Linked DNA regions of Mus musculus: region 2 is linked to region 1. Evidence: chromatin contacts called from public HiChIP or PLAC-seq data. All regions are on one chromosome and are shown on one strand. The core of a region is the stretch at or near the end of the contact, and the rest is flanking DNA. Distances in the headings are between cores, read along the strand shown.

Region 1 (4,591 bases), core at 1,477-3,976:
AGAGACCCAAGAGCCCAAGGATTCATGGAAGCAGACACTTGGAGACAGCATCATGGGCTCTCTCCTGGGCGAGCCAATGGAAACAGGTAGACAGGAGAACTGGAGGCTGCACAGTGTCAGGCAAACGGAGAACACCAGTGACCCGAGACACGCTGAACCATCACATTCCACCCCAAGGTGCCCTGTGGTACACTCTGCAGCGTAAGGAACCACAACTTTGACAAGAATCTAACAGGAACCTCCCACCCAGGCTGCTCTCTGCACGGGAACTTGCACACTGCAATTGAAAGGGCATTCAGTGAATCAGTATCACCAGAGCACACTGGCCAGAAAGCCACCAAAATAGAACTGGAAAGCCAGAAAGTACTGTAAGTAGAATGCCACTCTGAAATGGGACCTCAAAACAGCAAAAAGTTACCAAGCAGAAAAATTATGCCAAATGCCTTTGCTGCCCTCTTGTGTCAAGTTCTGGCATTTTCCACAAAAGAACAAAGGACCTCTCAAATGTGCAAAAAAACATTTACTCACTACTGTGGGAACACAACGTGGAGCACTGTGAAAATCTGTGTGGAAGCTGGTCAAACAGCTGGAAAAAGACTATCACATGATCCAGCTCTAGCACTGCATACCCAAAGGACTCTATATCCTACTGTAGAGACGGTTGCTCCTCCATGTTCACAATTGGCTCTAGTCACAACAGTCAGAATATGGAAACAGCCTGTGTGTCTATCAACTCATCTATGTACAATGAAGACATAGGATATTTATTTCCTACGCTATTCAGCCCTTAAGAAAAGCACAATTATGAAATCCCCAGGTAAACGGATATGGGTGGAAACAACCATCCTGAGAGTAGTAACCCAGACTCAGAAACACCAACTTTGCATGTTTTCTCAAATCCATAGGTGTTATCTTTGAGTCTTCCGATATGTGTGTTTCATCTGGAATTCCTATGGAATTCAGAAAATTAGTAAGGGACCCTGGGGTGGGGCTTTCAAGGGAGCAAAGAGCAAATGGAATGGTATAAAGAGCCGGGCAGTGGTGGCGCACGCCTTTAATCCCAGCACTTGGGAGGCAGAGGCAGGCAGATTTCTGAGTTCAAGACCAGCCTAGTCTACAGTGTGAATTCCAGGACAGCCAGGGCTATACAGAGAAACCCTGTCTCGAAAAACAAAACAAAAAGAGAGAGGGGGGATGGTATAAAGAGGTGACGGCCAGTAATGGGAAAGGGAAGGTTAAATGGGGTAGAGGCTGGGAACAAAGAGTAGAGGACGGAACATGAGGGGTGACTAACACTGAAGAACTTTTGAAAAAGTCACATGGAAGCCTACCACTGTAAAAGTAAGTATACTTAAAATGTATACTACATATATAAGAAGAATTTAAATGGAGTTACTCTATAATGGGGTGGCAAACCCCTCCTAGATACCATAGGCTAACAAATGAAAAGCCCAGAGTCCAGAATGATTACCACTTTTGGACTTACTGGCCACTGGGGTCCCACAGAACTCCGAATATTACAGGCCATTGCCAATGTTATTGGCTACCATCCAGAGACTGACGGTAAGACCCTATTGATAGAAACACACATGCTTGGGTCACAGACTATAAAGAAATGAAGCTGGTTAGAACCTGAGGCTTCATCCCTTCTGGCTGGCTTCCATAGTACTGGGCGGTGCTGTGCATTCTACCACAGAGAAGTTATCATAAGTCATACCTGGCTGCAAACTCTGAATGCTGCCATCAGCCTGACAGGACACGGCTATTGTAATAATGGTGTGAATATAATAGTGATAAACTATATTCTGATTGGATTTAAGGCCCATCCACAAATTGAAACCCATACTAGGCACCAACATCAGGCTAAGAACCTGTGGCTAGTAGACATAGGGGGAGCATTGTCCTAGTGCTCTGCTGAACAGCCACAGTGTGATACTGACTCCCGATGACTTAACCTCATAGCCATGGATTAGTGCGCCTCTCAGCCTTCAGCACATTCACTGCCGTCCTCAGCAGGCGGTGATTAACACAGAGACCTACCACTGGTGAAGATGCAAACATAGTAAGAGACTGAAGTGCTCAATCTGAATGGGACATTGACATCCAGCTAGAGCACTCCCTCCCAGGGCTCAGGAGAAGAAACAGAGGCTGAAAGGGCCAGAGATGGCAGAGCAAGAAAACTCTTTTCCAGATACAGCAGGGCAGTTGGCATATAAACACACAGCAGTTCTGGCAGCATGAGTAAGACTTGTGCAAGCTCAAACCAGCTGGGAGAGGGAGAGTCTGCTTTCTTTAAGGGCCTGGCCCTCGTAGGTCAAACTCCAGTGAAGGCCAGACAGACAAAAGCTCATGGATAACACAAATTGGAACTGATGGGTTTAAAACAAAACAAAACAAAGCAAAGCAAAACAAGAACATAAAGCAGCAGGGTGGGTAAAGAAGGGGTGAATATGTGAAGAGTTGGGGGGAGGAATATGATCAAATACATTTTACAAAATTCCAAAAGGGTTAATTAAAAACAAATAAATAGGCAACACTGACAAACGTCTCAAGCACTCAGCAAGCTTGCAAAGAGTCAAAGCCCTAGGAAATGGCACTGTGACTGCACGGGCAGAGAGCACGTGCGACACCGGCCCGGGCTCACATCCGCCCTGGGTTAGGGCACGTCTGAGCATCCTCACTGATAACATACTTGCTCAGTCCCTGCCCTACACAATCCTACCTCCTGACTTAAGTGGCTTTTCTATCAGCTACGTAATAGCACCCACCCTTCTCAGACGACAGCAGGGATGTTTACATCCGCCTCCACCCTAACCGCAGCTGCAGAGGCTGCAGGGGGGCAATGCAAGCAGAGTTCAGGTTTCCCAAGAAGTGGATGACCCATTCAGAGCTGCAATACTCTCCTCATCAGCCATCTTCCACTCACCACAGCATAAGCTGTCATCCTAGACTGCGCCTCCTTGAATCTGAAAGGCAGCGCAGGCAACGGACAAGGCAGAATTCCACAGAGATGCTTTCTATGAGCAGTCACAGCCTGGTCCTTCAATACAGCACAGAAGGCTGACAACTGGTACTCCACACTCAGACCCCAGGACAAGCCCATCATGGATGACTCTAGTCCTCCTGAGGGCATCCCCCTTTCTCTTTCAAACCACCCTAGACACTGCAAGGACCCTGATGTAGACTACACAGTTCAAGCTAGGCCAGGCACCCAACATGCATGGGTCACAGTGTACACCTCTGATCGTAAGCATGACCTTACCTGGTCCTCACCCATTCACCTTCCTAGCACTTCATGCCTGTGCCTCTGCTCCTAGGCAACTTATGAGTGTCTGTCCACGACTACCCAAGCGGGCATATAAGGCAAATGGACCTAAGTCAAGGGATTTTGTGTGTAGTTGTATTCAGTAACAATACCTAGTACATGTTTCTAAAGCAGCTCCAGAATCTTACTTAAAAGCTAAGAACTGTTGGCTGTAAAGCTAGGGGAAATTGTAAATCAGTTAGGAAGTGACCACAGTAGCAACATAACATGGCTGTTTTTACTTTTAAAAGGTATTGAGCTGCTTAATGTATTAAAACATCCATTAAGAAGCCAACTAAATTTCAAAACACACTTCAATAAAAACTTTTTACTAAATTAAACCTACTTCAGCTTTGCAGGAGTGGGCTTCCTTTACTGACCGAAGCTGTTCCAATGCTTTTGCCCAGGAAGGCCCTGGCCATAGCCTTGTCTCCCAGAGCTCATGCACTGGGAAGACATCCCACTCCTTCCCAGCCCTCAAAAGTAAGGAAACCTGCTGGGCGGTGGTGGCGCACGCCTTTAATCCCAGCACTCGGGAGGCAGAGGCAGGCGGATTTCTGAGTTCAAGGCCAGCTTGGCCTACAAAGTGAGTTCCAGGACAGCCAGGGCTACACAGAGAAACCCTGTCTCAAAAAAAACCAAAAAAAAAAAAAAAAAAAAAAAACGTAAGGAAACCTGAAAAGGCAGCCGGTGGTCCTGAAAGGCTGGCGTTGAAGACCAGGGACAGGTGGTTACCTAAGCCACAGGCCAGCTTCTGTCCATCCCCTGTTGAAAAATAAACAGCACTATAAAATCAAAGCATGGGAAGCCCACTGGCCAACTGACAGAGTAGAGAACATTTAGATAAATAGTCATTTTTCTCGAGTAGAGAATAACTGGGTACAGCACATAACAAGGCCCACTCGCCTTTCTCACGCTCTCCTTCCCAAGGAGTGAACCAGGCCCTGAACTAACTCTCCATCAGGACCATCAACACCATTCTCCCCAGACCTCATGGAGTAGCTGTCACTGGCACCATCGCAGCCTTCTGCTCACAGAAGAAAAACAGAAGGGACAGTGACAGCCAGCACTTTCCCAACAGCCAAAGTTGGGGGATCTTTACCAAATGTGCAACTTCACAGACGGAAACAGCAAATATCAAAATACCCCTGACAAGCACTGCATATTAGATTTTCAAAAGGCATTTGTCTAGAATTATCTGAAAAGCAGAGTTCTGTGAGCCAGAGGAATAAATTTTAACTTTTAGGTAACCCACCAAAAACACTTTGAAGAGGGGAAGGGCAGCCT
Region 2 (4,591 bases), core at 844-3,343, 36 kb after region 1:
CACTACACACAAGTACACATGCGATTGCTCTAACTCAAGGAGCATCTCGGCTAAAACTAGTTCCTTCTATATGTGTATTCTTAAGAAATAAAATTGCTTCCTTCTGATTATACAATATGAAAAATGTTTCTCAGTAGCTACACAGGTAGAATCAGGTCACTTCATTCTTGCGTTTAGAAACCATAATAGGCAATTCAACAGCTGATGGGCTCCCACAGAAAATGGCAGCATCGTAAAAATACCCTTGAACCTTCACTTACATCAAAAGATAAAGTTCTCCACGTTATCTAGGAAAGGAATTGAGCTCCAATTCCAGTACCCTGAAGACCTAGACATTGAGGATAACACTAACAAATAGCTATAGCTAACAGAGTGACATAAAACAGCAAAATGACACTTAGGTTCTTAATAAGGTTTCAGGTTCTTTCCTAAATTATCAAATATGATGAAAGATCCTATCTTTATACTTAGGAGTTGGTTGGTTTTTTGTTGTTGTTGTTGTTGTTTGTTTGTTTGGTTTTTTTTTTTCTTGTAAGCTACGAAGTAACTGGTATCCTGCTTTTGTTGGCCTACTAATTTTGAACTTTTGGGCCATTATACTGCATGTATTACCTAATGCTCTTATTTAAATGTGTCTCCCACAAATATTCCATATTGAACTCTGTCTTCCAAGGTGATGATGGTCTTAAGGCTCAGAGGGACAATGGGAGGTAATCTCGGTCTTGAATGTGGAACCTCCTTGATGCGATTGGTGTTCTTGTAAAATGAGACAAAGAACTTCTTGCCTTTCCACCCATTTATAAACCAGGAAAAGTCTCCAGACATGAAATCTAGTCTTAAGAACTGTGTGCATGCTTTCTCCTCCAGCCAAGCAAGATGCCTAAAGGAAAGACAGCCAAGGGAAGAAGGTGACCCTGAGCATCGCCGGTGTCAAGGACCAGGAGGCCAAAAAAGTGGTCAATCCTTAGTTTGAGAAAAGGCCCACGAATTTCGCCATTTGGGAAGGACATCCAGCCCAAAAGAGATCTTACACGCTTCATCAAATGGCCCCGCTACATCATGCTGCAGCGGCAAAGAGCCATCCTCTACAAGCGGCTCAAAGTCCCTCCTGCCATTAACCAGTTCACCCAGGCCCTGGACAGGCAAACAGCTTGCCCACAAGTACAGGCCAGAGACAACGCAAAAGAAGCAAAGGCTACTGGCCCCTGCTGAGAAGAAAGCTGCTGGCAAAGGCGACGTCCCAACTAAGAGACCACCTGTCCATTGAGCAGGAGTCAATATAGTCACCACCTTGGTGGAGAACAAGAAGGCTCAGCTGGTGGTGATTGCCCATGATGTAGACCCCATTGAGCTGGTGGTTTTCCTGCTTGTCCTGCCCAGGTTGGGGCGCCTGGTCCACAGGAAGAAATGCACCACTGTTGCCTTCACATAGGTTAACCCGGAAGACAAGGGTGCTCTGGCTAAGCTGGTGGAAGCTATTAGGATCAATTGTAATCACAGATATAACGAGATCCGTCGCCACTGAGGAGGCAACGTGCTGGGCCCTAAGTCTGTGGCTCGCGTTGCCAAGCTGGAAAAAGCAAAGGCTAAAGAACTCGCCACTAAACTTGATTAAATGTACACTAAGTTTTCTAATTACTAAATTACTTCCCAAAAAAATGTGGGGGGTGGGGTGATGGCAATTGTGGGCTTGGGGGGGGGGGAGGAATCATTTCTTACTAGTAGTTCTCATGTTGAAATTTATATTTCCCTTCTGTCATGGTTTAAGACAAATCCAAAAGTGTCCCTCCCGGTGCTGCCCGCACTCAGGGGCTTGTGCTGCAGGGCTTAGGGAGGCCACTCACGCGCGGCTCTGGGGGCGCGGGAGGAGAAGGCTGGACCGGGCGCGGCTCGGCCCTCCGCCATCCGGGAGCAGGCTTCCCAGTCATCCCCTCAAGGGAGCTTGTCGCAAGCTGCAATCCCTGGCAGCCTCACCGACCGTCCAGCCCACTTTCCCCGGAACTCACCGACCACGCCAGCCGCGTCGCTATGGTTACGGGGGAAAGCTGCTCTATTCTCGCGAGAGCCTGGCGTTACCTCACTTCCGGTCCCTTAGGCCGGAGTTGGTTCCCAAAAGCCCTCGCTTCCGGAGTACCACACTTCCGGGCGCGGCCTCTTTTCCGCCAGCTGGGGCGAGTTCCAGGCTGAGCCCGGGTGCTGCGGGTGCTGCGTGGCCTGCGGGGCGTGGCGGTGAGTTCGGGGTTGGCGACCTCGCTATTCTCCAGACACCTGCGCCCCCAGGGGCCTGTCCTAAGGTCCCTCTTACCGCTTCCCTCTTCCCACCCGCCTCCTCTGCTCCTCCCTCTCTGCTGTTCCCTACTCTTTATCCCTTCTCTCCTTCCCCTTCCCCACCGTCGGTTCCCGGGACCCAGGTGCACGAATCTTGGTCTGCGTGGACGAGCACCTCGGGTCACGCCTGTCACCCGTACCTTCCCAGCACAGCGACTGCAGATGAGGGAGTCCCCGAGTTGAGTGCCCCAGCGATGGCTACTCCCTGGAGGCGCGCCCTGTTGATGATCCTGGCGTCCCAGGTGGTGACCCTGGTAAAATGTTTGGAAGACGACGACGTCCCGGAGGAGTGGCTCCTTCTGCACGTGGTCCAGGGCCAAATAGGAGCCGGGAATTACAGCTACTTGCGGTTGAACCATGAGGGTAAAATTATTCTCAGGATGCAGAGCCTGAGAGGGGATGCGGACCTGTACGTGTCGGACAGCACTCCGCACCCGAGCTTCGACGACTATGAGCTGCAGTCTGTCACTTGCGGCCAGGATGTGGTCTCTATACCGGCACACTTCCAGCGACCGGTCGGGATAGGAATTTATGGACACCCCTCTCACCATGAGAGCGACTTTGAGATGAGGGTATACTATGACAGAACTGTGGATCAGTACCCATTCGGAGAGGCTGCCTATTTCACTGACCCAACAGGAGCCAGTCAGCAGCAGGCTTACGCTCCAGAAGAGGCAGCCCAAGAGGAGGAATCAGTTCTCTGGACGATATTGATTAGCATTTTGAAACTGGTGCTTGAAATTCTCTTCTGATCCCTTGAATATGCTGGAGCACAAACCCTTATTTTCACAGAGCGATTACAGTTTGCTGCGAACCTAGCTACTTGACCTGGTGAAACTCTGGTTACTTTTTTCTAGACTAGGATGGAAAAATAAAGCCATACAGTTTTGTTACCTCAGTTTACTCCCCAAGCAGGAAAAGCAGCAAGCACAATATTTTAGAGATTAAAATTCCTATAAAAAGGAGTCTGCTCAATAAAATGTTTAAATGCATTTTGGTTAGTCAGGTGAGTAAGAAGATTACAGTAACAGGCTGTATAAATCAGATTAAACTTTACTGCTGGTGCAGAAGTTGATGACTGTAGAATTTATAGACATTTAAATGAAGTACAGCACTTCGAGTTTTAAAGTCTTTAACATTTTAAAGCCAGGTGGAAAATGCAGTGACAGGTTCGCTCTTCCCAGAGCCTCTGCACAGTAGGGGTATGGTACCTGATACCCAAGCAAGCTCTCCTGGCAGCAAGTATTGACAAACTGTTGCTGTGCTGGTGATTTAGAGTCCAAATCCTGTTGTACCAGATCTTGGGCCATTTGCCCTTTCCTCTGCTTAGCCAGATTGGAGCTTTCTGGTTATTAGGTAACTATGATACTACCTAATCAGGTCAAGACAGAGTCATAACAAGTGGTAACTTTGTTATATTCAAGAAGAAATACTTCAAATTAAGTTGCTACTACCTCTTTCTGCTGATCTCTGGAAAAAACAACACTATGAAATTAAAGCCTGGGGAAATGAGCCATTTCTCTGACTTTGTTTCAAGGGTAGAAGTTGCTAATAAAGAAATAAATCAACTTGATGTTTAAGGTCATCGTTAATTTCAAAAAAGTTTTTATTGGCATAAAAATGAAAGTGTTGTAAATAAATTGGCACCAAATATCCCAAACATGAGGGTCAAAGCCTATTTTACCCCTCTTTGCTGTTTTTCCCCCTTCTGCCCACTTTCCTGGGTGTTGGGGGAGCTCGCTGACAACAGTCACAAATCCAGCGACCTAGGAGAAAAATTGTTAGTTAATATAGAGTGGAATTTTATTTTTATAGGACTGAGTACAAACCATCTAATCTCATTCCTGAGCTATCTGTAGTGATAACTCCCTGGGATTTTTCAGTGGGAGGGAGTACAGACTGGTTCCTTAAGCCAAGGAAGAGAATGTAAACAACCCTTAATCAGTGTAACCAATGCAGTGTGAACGTTAGTGCATGGCCAAACGGCATTGTAAAAATCATTTGTACCTTAAACAAAACTACTGTTACCCTTCTGAAAATTCAAATACCATCATGCTTTTGAAAGCTCAACAACACAATTCCTAATGTAGAACATGTTAAAGAAGCTGGCTTTCTATGGCCTTTTCCTCCACTATTCTAACAGTGTTCTCTCTCTCTCTCCCTCTCTATCCCTCTCCATGCACTTTAAAACTAGCACCTATCCCATACACTTGATCTGAATTACTACAAAAACCTAAGTGACTATTCAAGTTGGGTATTTCTA

The links. HiChIP or PLAC-seq counts read pairs in DNA pulled down with a chosen protein or histone mark.
Region 2: a contact with region 1 is called in an H3K27ac HiChIP or PLAC-seq map of double positive thymocytes, with 6 read pairs. The contact joins the promoter of 1600012H06Rik here to the enhancer-like site in region 1. A contact is called at or near these places in 3 of 39 promoter capture datasets (the 3T3-L1 cell line and the HPC-7 cell line), 2 of 484 Hi-C or Micro-C datasets (double positive thymocytes and female germline stem cell-derived STRA8 germ cells), 3 of 115 datasets of contacts at active chromatin or transcription factors (double positive thymocytes and embryonic stem cells) and 1 of 9 other capture datasets (pancreatic islet).

Annotation. Positions count from the first base shown.
Region 1 is chr17:14,904,560-14,909,150 of GRCm38.p6, forward strand. It overlaps Wdr27 (WD repeat domain 27), which reads right to left. Exons shown (of 25, transcript NM_175173.3): 17 at 3,980-4,069. Among named protein-coding and RNA genes, the nearest start is that of Wdr27, 36 kb to the right of the region's middle. Within about 2 kb of position 2,727, at least 26 of the 459 cell types and tissues checked have an H3K27ac peak or open chromatin away from gene starts, as enhancers often do. A contact at or near this core is called in double positive thymocytes, where this site is marked.
Region 2 is chr17:14,941,091-14,945,681 of GRCm38.p6, forward strand. It overlaps 1600012H06Rik (RIKEN cDNA 1600012H06 gene), which reads left to right and starts at 2,094. Exons shown (of 2, transcript NM_026451.2): 1 at 2,094-2,229; 2 at 2,477-4,591. The coding sequence starts at 2,523. The coding sequence ends at 3,080. Wdr27 (WD repeat domain 27) reads right to left here and starts at 2,034. Exons shown (of 25, transcript NM_175173.3): 1 at 2,007-2,034. Phf10 (PHD finger protein 10) reads right to left here. Exons shown (of 12, transcript NM_024250.4): 12 at 3,904-4,094. The coding sequence ends at 4,009.